Regions from separate parts of the Pan troglodytes genome. Here region 2 is linked to region 1. A link is a contact called in public Hi-C data. All regions are on one chromosome and are shown on one strand. The core of a region is the stretch at or near the end of the contact, and the rest is flanking DNA. Distances in the headings are between cores, read along the strand shown.

Region 1 (5,520 bases), core at 983-3,482:
CAGGCATGGTGGTGGATGCCTGTAATCCCAGCTACTCTAGAGGCTGAGGCAGGAGAATCGCTTGAACCCGAGAGGCGAAGGTTGCAGTGAGCTGAGATTGTGCCATTGCACTCCAGCCTGGGCAACAGAGTGAGGCTCCATCTCAAAAAAAGAAAACAAAACAAAAAATATTTATATATGGTAAAAACGGCATGTGATTGTTGACTTCTCCTTTCATAATGATATCCAGGTCTTAGGAAAGAAATCCTCTGGGGGAATATTTGCCTATCCAAGCACAAATCGATGTGAATGTATATCCATTTAACCTCACTGGTATATACAACCAAACTGGATAAATCACATCACTCTCTCCCAAAGTCATATTTAAATGTTGATTTTCCAAGTTAACAGTTTATGTCAATCAAAATAACCAAAATATTTCCAAATCCCTACCTCATATCTTGGAGTGCAGAAACAGTTCACAGGTATATAACCAAAACCAAGTATAACCCTCTATTATTTATATAATTTAAACAATAAATATGTTTTCTTTCCTAAAACTCTAAATTAGAGAGGAGTTTCCATTTACCCTGTTCACTTAACCACTCCTCCTTCATGTTTAGAGCAATGCTCTGGGGTATAACTTCAGAGATTCCAGCACAGCAATATCATAGTCTGTTTAAATGTGGGGTAACCTGGGTCAGATAAAGCCTGGATAAAAGAATGCAAAAATATTCCTAGGTTTCATTTCAAGAAGTGAATTTAAACCTCTCCTTCTTTTTAGAAAAGCAGTCAAATGACCAAAGAAAAAAGAAGGAGGTGGAAGCAGAGATGGGGTTAACTAAAATGCCACAGTAGTTGGCTCCGGGTCAATGACTATGAAACAGACCTCACAATTTTCCAGGGAAACTGCAATTACAAATCTCACTCCTGGTGGGAAGCAATGACCATTACTGCTTTTTCAGAAAAAAAACTTTTTAAGAAGTAGCGCTAAATGGAACGAGTATTGGCACCTGCCTGGTGAGATTATTTTGGGCATTAAATGAGTGAATAACGTGTAATGTGTTTAACACTTGCTCAGACACCTAGCAACACCTGTTTACTGCTATTATCATTTCTGTTATTACTATAAATGCAAACATCATCGAAGGCTCCCTTTGTAAGCAAAATCTTTTTTTTTTTTTTCTTTATGGGGTGCAGTGCTCTCCGCTAGCTCCTAAAATTCCTATGGGAGAAACCAGACTTTTTCTGAAGAAAATGTTTCCCCCATTCTTTCCCACCTCCTACAAGCCTCAGACGCCCCTGGCAGCCTTAGGTGTGGCCGCCCAGTTCTCAATTGGCAGCCACAGCCCCGGGCGCCTCCTCGCCTCCCTCCATCCTTCCTACGGCCTCACCCTCCGGGAGGTCCGTGACGATGGCTTCAGGCGAGATGCACACGCCACGGTCATAGACAGGCAGCTCGTCGCAGGCCAGGCTTTCGGGCCAGCTGTGGTTGTACATCTTCATGAGGGGCTCGCAGTCGTCGCGCGCGCGTTGGCACACCGACTTGCACGGCTTGATAGGGTCGTGCAGGAACTCCAGGGTGCAAATGGGCGCGTACATGGCACAGAGGAAGAAGCGCAGCACGGCGCTGCAGTTCACGTCCACCAGCTCCTCGTACTGCTCGATGGCCAGGATGGCGTTCTCCTGCGTGCTGTGGTGCAGGTGGTTGGGCATCCGCGTGATGTTCCAGGGCATGTGCCGGCACATAGGGATGCGCACCGCCTCGCAGGGCGCGCCGCGCACGCCCAGCGCCAGGTGCAGCCACAGGCACAGAGCCACTAGGATGGAGAGGAACATGGCACTGCCCTCTCGCGCTGCGACCCCGGCAGACAGAAAGCGCCCTTCTCTTCCTGCCACCCTCATCTTTCGCTGTCCCTTCGCCGAGGAAGAAATCCTCTGGGGCGCAGGAGAGTTTCTTCCCCCAAACTCCAGTCGGCAGCAAAGCGGGGCCGCGGGGTCCGGCCGCGGAGCTCCGCCGTCTGGCACACAGGGCACGAGCAGCGCCAGCTCTCAGCCTTCGGGGCGCGAACCCGCCCGGGCAGCTCCAGTCCCGGACTCCGCAGCTCGGAGCGCAGCCAGCCACGGCCATTGCGGGATCCTATTTATCCCGACACCTCCCCTGACGTGGGCTCGGAACGCTCCCTTGGCAGCTGCAGCAGCGGCGCGGGCTCCCCCTCGGCCGCCCCACCCCCAGGCCCGTCGGTGCAGAAGCGGTGACATCATCCCCTCTGGGCCGCAGCCCAGGGCTGGAAGCCTGCTTTCCCCCTAAAGTCCCTCCTTTTTAGTCTGGCCAGTCTTTTTTCTTCGGACCAAGAAAAAGAACCTCTGGCAGTTGTTTTCGACACCGGATACAAGAGGGTGCGGGAGAGAATTTCAAGAGAGAGAAAGACACTCTGGCTGAAAACTGAACTTTGCTCCCTCTGCCTTAGAGTTTTTCCAAGTATAGAGTTGGGGGAAAATAGGAGCTTCTGCTGCCCTCTAATTCTGAAATATATTTGCTTTCTCCTGTAGGGGGCATGAGGAGCGCTGAGGACAGTTGGGACAATGTCCTGCAAGGCAGGCGAGAGTGCAGTGAATGTCAGAACAGGAGGGTCACATTGTATAAATCACTCCCACTCCACGCTTAGTTGTGTGGAGTGTGGTTTGTTGTTGTTGTTGCTAGTAGACAGTTTGGGCCGAAATTTTTCCAGTATAACACTTGGTTTGTTTCTGCTCCAGGAAGTTAACAGAACTGGGGGAAGGTGTGCTAGCATCTTCCAGCTTGAGAAATGTCTTCTAACATTTCCTCTTCCTTCTAACTCCCTGTTCCCCTCTGCAGCATTAGTGGAACCCAGGAGAAAACATTGGGCACCACAATCTGAAAGGTCTCCCCTGCTCTGATCCTTCATGCCAAAGGATTTCCACCTCAGCAGCCTAAAATCTTGATTTTTGATGTGCTCAGAGACTGTTGCTTGAGTTGAGTAAGAAGCTGTGTACTATGGGATGCAAGTATGTATGTTTTGCTTTCTCTTTTATCTTACTTGCTTTAGGAAGAGGTAGTCCAATTGCTGGCTCAGCTATCTACAGAAAAGGGAGGCTTTATTTATATGAGATTGATGTATATCAATCTTCAGGTGGTAAGACTTCTGGTATATGCTATTTATTAGGGCATCAGCAATATGGAAACATGTTTTCTGAATGTTAATCTTTAAAAACATAGTTTAACTTGAATTTAAGGCACATGGTTTTTCTCTCCAAAGCTTAAACCTACACAATTAGTTTAGTTTTAACTGAGGATTAAAACTAAAGACTAAGGATTAAAACAGCTGAGGAAACAACAAGCACAAGTGACATCTATTGGGAATTTACAATGATCAAGGTATGAAGCTAAGAACTTTAAATGCATTATCTTATTTTTTAGGGAACATGAATTAAACGTAGTAAGTGAAAAGGATAAATGAGACAAATACATTTCAGGATTCATCCAAAGAGTCTGGTTCTTATTTAGGGGAAGCCCAGGGTGTTCTTACACTGCCAAGCCACTCTAGAAAGGTAATCTAGTTCCTATAGAACCAGTCTCCACCTCCAAAGATGCCAAGCCAGGCTAGTAAAATATCACATGAGGAGGAAAGCCCAGATGACATCTCAAGCCATTTCTAGCAGTAAACTCCAATGAGTCTAAACCCTTCACTGAGTGAAAAAGATTTTCAGCTGGAGTTCCTACCTGGGGAGCAAGAGAAAGAGCTGAACTACCCTACACTTTTCCTATGAATCTGAGCAGGGCAAACTCGGAGAGGGCTCAAATTTCTGCAGCCAGTTTGAACCTGCTGCATCTGTTTAACTATGTAAGTACCAAGTCACAAAGTCTTATGGGCTCCCCTGATGTTCTCTGAGGCATGCCCTTTAAGAAAAGGTAAGAGGAAATGAAGAGCCCTTCTTCCTAAAGCTCTGTGCCTGCCCCACTCGGCCCATTGGTAGTGTCTCTGGTGGTTGGACAGACAGGGAGCAGCAGAGAAGGATGCATCAGGAAAACCTGTCAACTGTCCCTCCTCTTCGGGACCTCCAGGGAGGCTGTGATTCTAGAACACCCTACTTCAGCATTCAGTCCATTCTTTCCATGCCTTACATTTATTTAACAAGGCTCAGGAAGTTGCCTCATTCAGTGGCTTCTCTCTGGTGACTCCTTTTGGTCTCCTCAAGTGCCTGTTCTTTGCCCATCCTTTAAATGTCTGGAGCTCTCTGGGGCTCCATCCTAATCCTTCTTCTCACACTCAACACTCCCCTGAACTCCAGGTTTTCTCACCCCCAACACTTAGGACATTTGGGGCCAGATAATTTTCTCTTCATTTGGGAGGGGGGAGGTGGCTGTACTGCACATTGTAGGAAGTTTAGTAGCATCCTTGGCCTCTACCCACAAAATGTCAGCGGTAGCCTCCTCCCCATCTACATTGTGATCATCAAAAATGTCTCCAGATATTGCCAAATGTTTCTTTGCTGGGGAGGGGGATGCGGAATTTCCCCAGGAACCACTGTTCTACTCTTCGGCTTCATTTACCACCTATGTACCTATGGCTTCCTAATCCAAAAGCTCTGCTGGTTTCCAGAAGTATTTATCCAGCTGTCCCTTGGATATTTCCACCTTAATACTCCACAGTCAGCTCAAGATCAACCAATCCTAAAATGAATTGATCATCTCTCCTCACTCAGGACTGGATTCCCAGTGGCCCAAACCAGAAACCTCTCTCTCTGAGTTGAAATGCTTCTCTACCGCTCCCAACTGTCTTCCACCCTTTCCATGACCACTCCCGCTGCCTTAGCTGAGTCAGGATCATCTCTTTCCAGGATGATAACAGTAGCTTCCTCCTCTCCCTGCCTTCCCTCTGGCCCTACCCTTTCTGTTGTCTAAGTGGGCTTTCTAAAGCATATACCTGATGATGCTCCTCCCTAGCTTTACATTGATCGATAGTTCCCACAGTCCTCAATATCAATGACAAATTCCTTAAAATGAGTGCTATGGCTTCAGAGTACTCCTCTACCTTGTCCTTGAACCCCAGCATTATTCTTTCCTTGTCCTTATGCCCTTCATTCAGGAATGTTATCTCCCACTTTCACCTGGCTCAATCTTAATCATCCTTGAAATGCAGTTCAAATGGAAAGACGCTATACATTTTTTTAGTTCCTTTCTTTTTTCTTGATTTCATACTTTATCACTATATTTTTAGAGACAGGGTCTCGCCATGTCACCCAGGCTGGATGGAGTGCAGTGGCATGATCATAGCTCACTGCAACCTCTAACTCCTGGGCTCAAGCGATCCTCCCACTTCAGCCTCAGGAGTAGCTGGGACTACAGGTGTGTGAGCCTCGCTCATTCCATATTATAGATCCGAACATTACATAAATATAAACCCAATTAACCTTGTTCTTGAAGAAGCGAAACCCCCCAGACACCCAAACCACTCGGCTGGTGGTATTGCCAGGCGATGGGAGGAGCAGTCTCACTGCAATGTGACCTTGAGGCTA
Region 2 (5,618 bases), core at 2,345-4,844, 420 kb after region 1:
AATGCACAGAAAATCCTTAAAACAAAAAAGTAATGAGAGAAACAATCTCCACTGGAATATAAAATGAACTACAAAACTACAGTGCTGAAGATGTAATGCCCAACCGTGTTTTTACTAACCCTGTTTTTAGACTCTCCCTTTTCCTTTAATCACCTAGCCTTGTTTCCACCTGAATTGACTCTCCCTTAGCTAAGAGAGCAAGACAGACTCCATCTTGGCTCTTTCACTGGCAGCCCCTTCCTCAAGGACTTAACTTGTGCAAGCTGACTCCCAGCACATCCAAGAATGCAATTAACTGATAAGATACTGTGGCAAGCTATATCCGCAATTCCCAGGAATCCATCTGATTGATAACGCCCAAAGCCCCAAGTCTATCACCTTGTAATAGTCTTAAAGCCCCTGCACCTGGAACTGTTTACTTTCCTGTAACCATTTATCCTTTTAACTTTTTGCCCACTTTATTTCTGTAAAATTGTTTTAACTAGACCCCCCTCCCCTTTCCAAACCAAAGTATAAAAGAAAATCTAGCCCTTTCTTCGGGGCCGAGAGAATTTTGAGCATTAGCCGTCTCTTGGCCGCCGGCTAAATAAACGGAATCTTAATTTGTCTCAAAGTGTGGCGTTTTCTCTAACTCGTTCAGGTACAACAAAGAGAGGACAATACTGGCACTAGACTGAAAAGATTCATGGAACACAGTGGAAAGTCCAGAAAGAGAGCCACATGTATGTAATATTTTATCATGTCATAAAGTTGTATGTTAATATCCACAAGGAAATATTTGATTATTTACTATGTTCTCCTTTGGGAATTGACTTACCATATGGAAACAAATATTCTTGGGTTGCTAACTTAAAAGGTACAAATAGAGATTTAGTTGTAATAAAACTGAAAACAGGAAATCAGACTTAAACGATGATGAATTGCACACTAATTGTAGGTGACATTGGTCTCTCTGAGCCTGACATCATAATACAGACCCTAGAAAAATTGATAGATTTTATTAAAAGTAATATACAAAGTTCAGTTCACCAAAGGTGCTGAAAATAAATAATAGCAAATGATGAGAAATATTTTCAACACATTTGATAAAGGATCAATATCTTGAAAATGGTGTATATTAATTCTTACAAACAAATAAGAAAAAGTTAATACCCCAACAGAAGGATAGGCAAACAGTATGAAAAGGCAATTCACAAAAGAAGAAGTATAAATGGCCTATAAAATTGTAAAATAATGCTAGTATTCATAAAGATAAGAAAATGCAAATTGAATGAACAAATCTCATTTTCTGAACCCCAGAGCTGGGATTGCAATTGCTATCAAATTAAACTATATGACTTAGGGAATGTTAGTTAACCCCTCACTTTCTCATCTGCTATATTCAATGTTACTTAAACCCGTTGATAAGGTTTCTGTGAAGATTAAATAAAATATACATGTAATGTGCTTAGTACAGTAACTACCAGAAAGTCAGTACCCATATTTATCATATTATTATTATTGCTATAGTAATTATTGTATAAAAATTCCAGATAGATCATATCAAGTAATAAATGAATAAAATATTAATGAAATGATATTAATTTCTTTATGCATACTTCTGAAGTATGTTCACCTTTCCAAGTAGGACACAAAATCCAGACACCAGAAACTAAAAGATTGATTGAAATGTATAAAAACAGAATATCAGAACAAAAACATAAATATGCCATTCAAATAGAAATAATGCATGCTGCACATATGACAAGCAAAAGACGTATTTCTGTAATAGTGATAGACTTCTGAATAATAAGAAAAAGTGAAAAAGTTCAACTGAACTAATAAAGATATTGTTACCTATAGGGTGAGACACAGAAAAGAGAATTCTAGAATGGAAGCTAAAATCTCTAAATTGATCTTGTTTTATAATTTTGACTTCAGTTCCACGTAAAGGTTTTACATATACAAATCAAAATAATACAACAGATTTCCAAAATATAAAAATGAAAACTGAACGAATAAACTAGCTGTATCAAAGTTGGCATGAACATATAGAGAATGATTCTGTATTCTGATTGTGTGCCCAAAAAAGAAAGAAAGAGAGAGAAAAGGAAGAAAGGAAAAAAAGAAGGAAGTAAGAGAGGGAGGGAGGAAGAAAGGAAGGAAGTAAGGAAGGGAAGGAGAGAGGGAGGAAGAAAGAAAGGAAGGAAGGAAGAAAGGAAGGAAGGAAGGAAGGAAGGAAGGAAGGCAGGCAGGCAGGCAGGCAAGCTAGGGAGGGAGCTAGGGAGGGAGGGAAGGGAGGGCCGAAAAAGGGATGTGTAGAAAAATAGCAAGTAACCAAGAAAGTAGAGAGAGAGACAAAAAGGAAAGCAGAGGGAGACAATGTTCAACTGCATACCTAGGCTTAGTGTTTTAGTGGTAATTATACTATTGCTTATATTGTTATAGACATAAAGAATAAGCAACACTCTCAGCTGTGATCTCTAGATATATCATTCAGTATAAATATCCTTCCCATTTGCTGTCCAAAATATCTCGCTTCACAGTTGGACCCTAGGTGTACCTGTCCGTCCTAGGAAGCAGAGTGAGTGGGCCTCCCCCATGTCCTCGGAGAGCTGAGAGAGTCTTGCTCTCAGCCAGGCTGCTTGGCTGAGGCCTGAAGATGACAGCTTGTCTTCAGGAAAGTCCTGTGGGAGGGTGGGGAACAGGGTGCAGCTGCTGCCAGGAGAGTGTGATATTAGGGGAGAGATCAGGAATTATGCTGTGTTTCTCTTTGTACAGAATACAGTAAATTCGGTGGCAACAAATGAGAGGGGGCTGGTCTATCTTGTGTACCAGAAGCAGTCACAAGGCAGATTTTCAGTGTGGTGTAGGGCAGGTGTGAATCACTGTGCCTGTCCCAGGTGGCACAGTAATAGATCCAGAATCATTTTCAATTAGATTTTGCAGTATCAATTTCCAGCTCCTCGTCATGCTTGCATAAGTAAAATACTTTCCTCTACTGATTCTTGATTCCAACACAACCCTGGAGTAGTAGGGGTCATAGTATGGAAGATGCTGTGGGGCCTTCCCCGCCTGGTGCAGGTACCAGTGGATGTAGAAGGTATTTATTACAGTAAGATCACAAGTGATTACAGCAGATGACCCAGCTGACCTGGTGACTGACTTCCTTCTCCCTTGCAAGTTGGAAGATTTCTGACTGGCTGCAATGGGAACAGCACAAAATATAATGAGGAACTCCTTAGAACGGCACCCCTTGCAAAATGAGAAAACAAAACAGAACAAAATAAAACCCATCAGCCTCTCTGTAGGCAGCACACTTACCAAGAGGCAGGAAAGCTAGAAGCAGGGCTGGGGCCCACCGCATGCCTTCCTCTCTGGGGTCTTGGAAGGAAAGGGACCAGATGAAGAGGAGCAGAAGACGCTTTCAAAACTCAGGTCCCACTCAAACAGGAAGTGTTCCCTAGCACAGAAGGCAGTAGGAGGAGCTGGTCTTCCTGAGTCACAGGCAGGGAGAAGTGATGGAGGATCTGTCTTAGGGGACTCCCCAGCCTTCCTCCCAGAGGGGTGGTGTCTGGGAGGACCTGCAGAGGAGCTCCTGCCTCTCTGCTCAGGCCCCTTCTCCAGCGCCATCTTGTGGCAGCAGAGAGCAGGCCCTCTGCAGAAGAGAGCCAGGGGCATGGAGAGCTCAGGCCTCCAGCAGAGGGAGTGCAGATGTGGGGGAAGCTGACCCTGGCGCCAGCTGGCCAGGGCCATAGGACGGGGCAGTCCACAGAAGGCTCACACCCTGCCCTTCAGAGTTTCAGCAGTTGATGCTGCTTCCAGGGCCTTGTCCTGTCAGGAAGCTTGATTTGGTCTTTCAACTGCTTTCCTTTTCACATTCGCAAGGACACTTGGAGGCAAATACCCAGGGCCACTCTGAGAAGGCCTGAACCTGCTTTATTAACAGTGTAACACCTAAGGTTCTTGCCTAGCCACGCCATAGAATTGGTGTGGTGGCTGACCGCAGCGAGTGATAGAAACACGGACCGAGAGAGAGAAAAAGCTGCAGGCTTTATTGAGCAGAGTGAAAATACAAAGCTTGCACAGCATGGAAGGGGTCCAGAATGGGTAGCCAGAGTTAGATTATAGGATTGCCTTTTAAACTCTTTAAGGCGGGAAATACCTGAGGCGGGAAGATGTTACCAAAGCGAGAAACAAAGGCAATTAACCATTTGTAACATGTCTTAGATCTTGAGGAAAACCGGAATTGCAACTTAGGTTTTATCTACTTTATGACCTTGCAGCGTCATGGCAAAGGAGACAGGATCTTACAGGACTTTACAAAGTATGTTTACAAGGAATTGGAATTGGGAATATAGATAAGTTCTGCTGGTTACAGAAAAACGGGCAGTTAACGTTATTTTACTTTAGTTTTGGGGCAGCGGGAAGGAAGAGAGGGAGAGAGAACACAGGGAAACTTACAGGAAAATTTTCGCTGTTCATAGCTTTCATGGGGAAGAAAACACATGCACAAATCCTGGTGTTCGGAATATTTTAAGCATATATCTTCAATATTATTCATCCAGGACCGAAGTAAGTCGTGATGCAGGAAATGAGTGCGTTTCACAGCTTGCTGAGCCCCTACTCGACCCAGGAAGCCCAGCTGGCCTCTCCTCTCAACAGGAGTGAGAATCAGGTATGTTGGTCGGCCATGGACTCTCCTCAATGGTAAATGGGTGTGTGCAGGTCGGGAGGGGGTGTGTGTGACCTTGTGTTTGTAACCTCTTTGTTAGAGGATTTCTGTTCATTCTCAAGTAAAAAGGCCACATCAAGTAGGAGTGTGAGATTGGCTCACGCCTGTATTCCTAGCACTTTGGGAGGCCGAGGTGGGCAGATCACGAGGTCAGGAGATCGAGACCATCCTGGCTAACACGATGAAACCCTGTCTCTACTAAAAATACAAAAAAATTAGCCGGTTGTGGGGGTGGGCACCTGTAGTCCCAGCTACTCAGGAGGCTGAGGCAGGAGAATGTTGTGAACCCGGGAGGTGGAGCTTGCAGTGAGCCGAGATTGTGCCATTGCACTCCAGCCTGGACAACAGAGTGAGACTCCGTCTCAAAAAAAGAAAAAAAAAAGTACAGGGTGCAGTGCCATATGCAATATGTGGTACCTACTTGAACTCAAAACTTATTTGTTATTTATCTGAACTTCCAATTTACCTGGGTATTGCATATTTTATTTGGCAACTGTACCCTTGGAAAGCAGGCTAATATCTGCAGTGCACCTGGATTCATAGATGAAGATATGGGTGATAAAACAAGTAGAATAAAATAATTGGGAACATTCAGTAGTGTATACACAGATATTCACCTCCTCTATAACAAATATGTTTAGATACATGTTTAAAATATTCCTAATAAGATGTAGAACAACATCCCTCTTGGTTGTGGTATTGGCCTAGCTCAGAGAATTCAGTTTCTGCTGTCATCACAGCTGGGAATGAGAAAGGGAGGGGCTCTGGTTGGTCTCCCTCTGCCTCTGGAGCACACGTGGAGGACATGAGGCTGCCGCAGGAGCAGCTCTGAAAGCTGAGTTCTTGGGGTCACTGTGAAGGAGGGAAGCTCAGGTGCCTTGAAGCCTGGAAAATCCTTGCTGGG

What was found. Hi-C and Micro-C count contacts between places; a contact is called where the count stands out from the background.
Region 2: a Hi-C map of induced pluripotent stem cells shows a contact between it and region 1, with 1.7 times the contacts expected there. The contact joins the enhancer-like site here to the promoter of SFRP4 in region 1. A contact is called at or near these places in 3 of 7 Hi-C or Micro-C datasets (blood, induced pluripotent stem cells and stem cell-derived neural progenitor cells).

What each region holds. Positions count from the first base shown.
Region 1 is chr6:43,697,136-43,702,655 of NHGRI_mPanTro3-v2.0_pri, forward strand. SFRP4 (secreted frizzled related protein 4) reads right to left here and starts at 2,233. Exons shown (of 6, transcript XM_519048.9): 1 at 1,374-2,233. The coding sequence starts at 1,884.
Region 2 is chr6:44,114,482-44,120,099 of NHGRI_mPanTro3-v2.0_pri, forward strand. It overlaps LOC104007162 (a long non-coding RNA gene), which reads left to right. Exons shown (of 6, transcript XR_001719201.4): 2 at 641-722; 3 at 4,548-4,657. It also overlaps the pseudogene LOC107975765. Among named protein-coding and RNA genes, the nearest start is that of STARD3NL, 170 kb to the left of the region's middle. Within about 2 kb of position 3,595, at least 4 of the 24 cell types and tissues checked have an H3K27ac peak or open chromatin away from gene starts, as enhancers often do. A contact at or near this core is called in induced pluripotent stem cells, where this site is marked.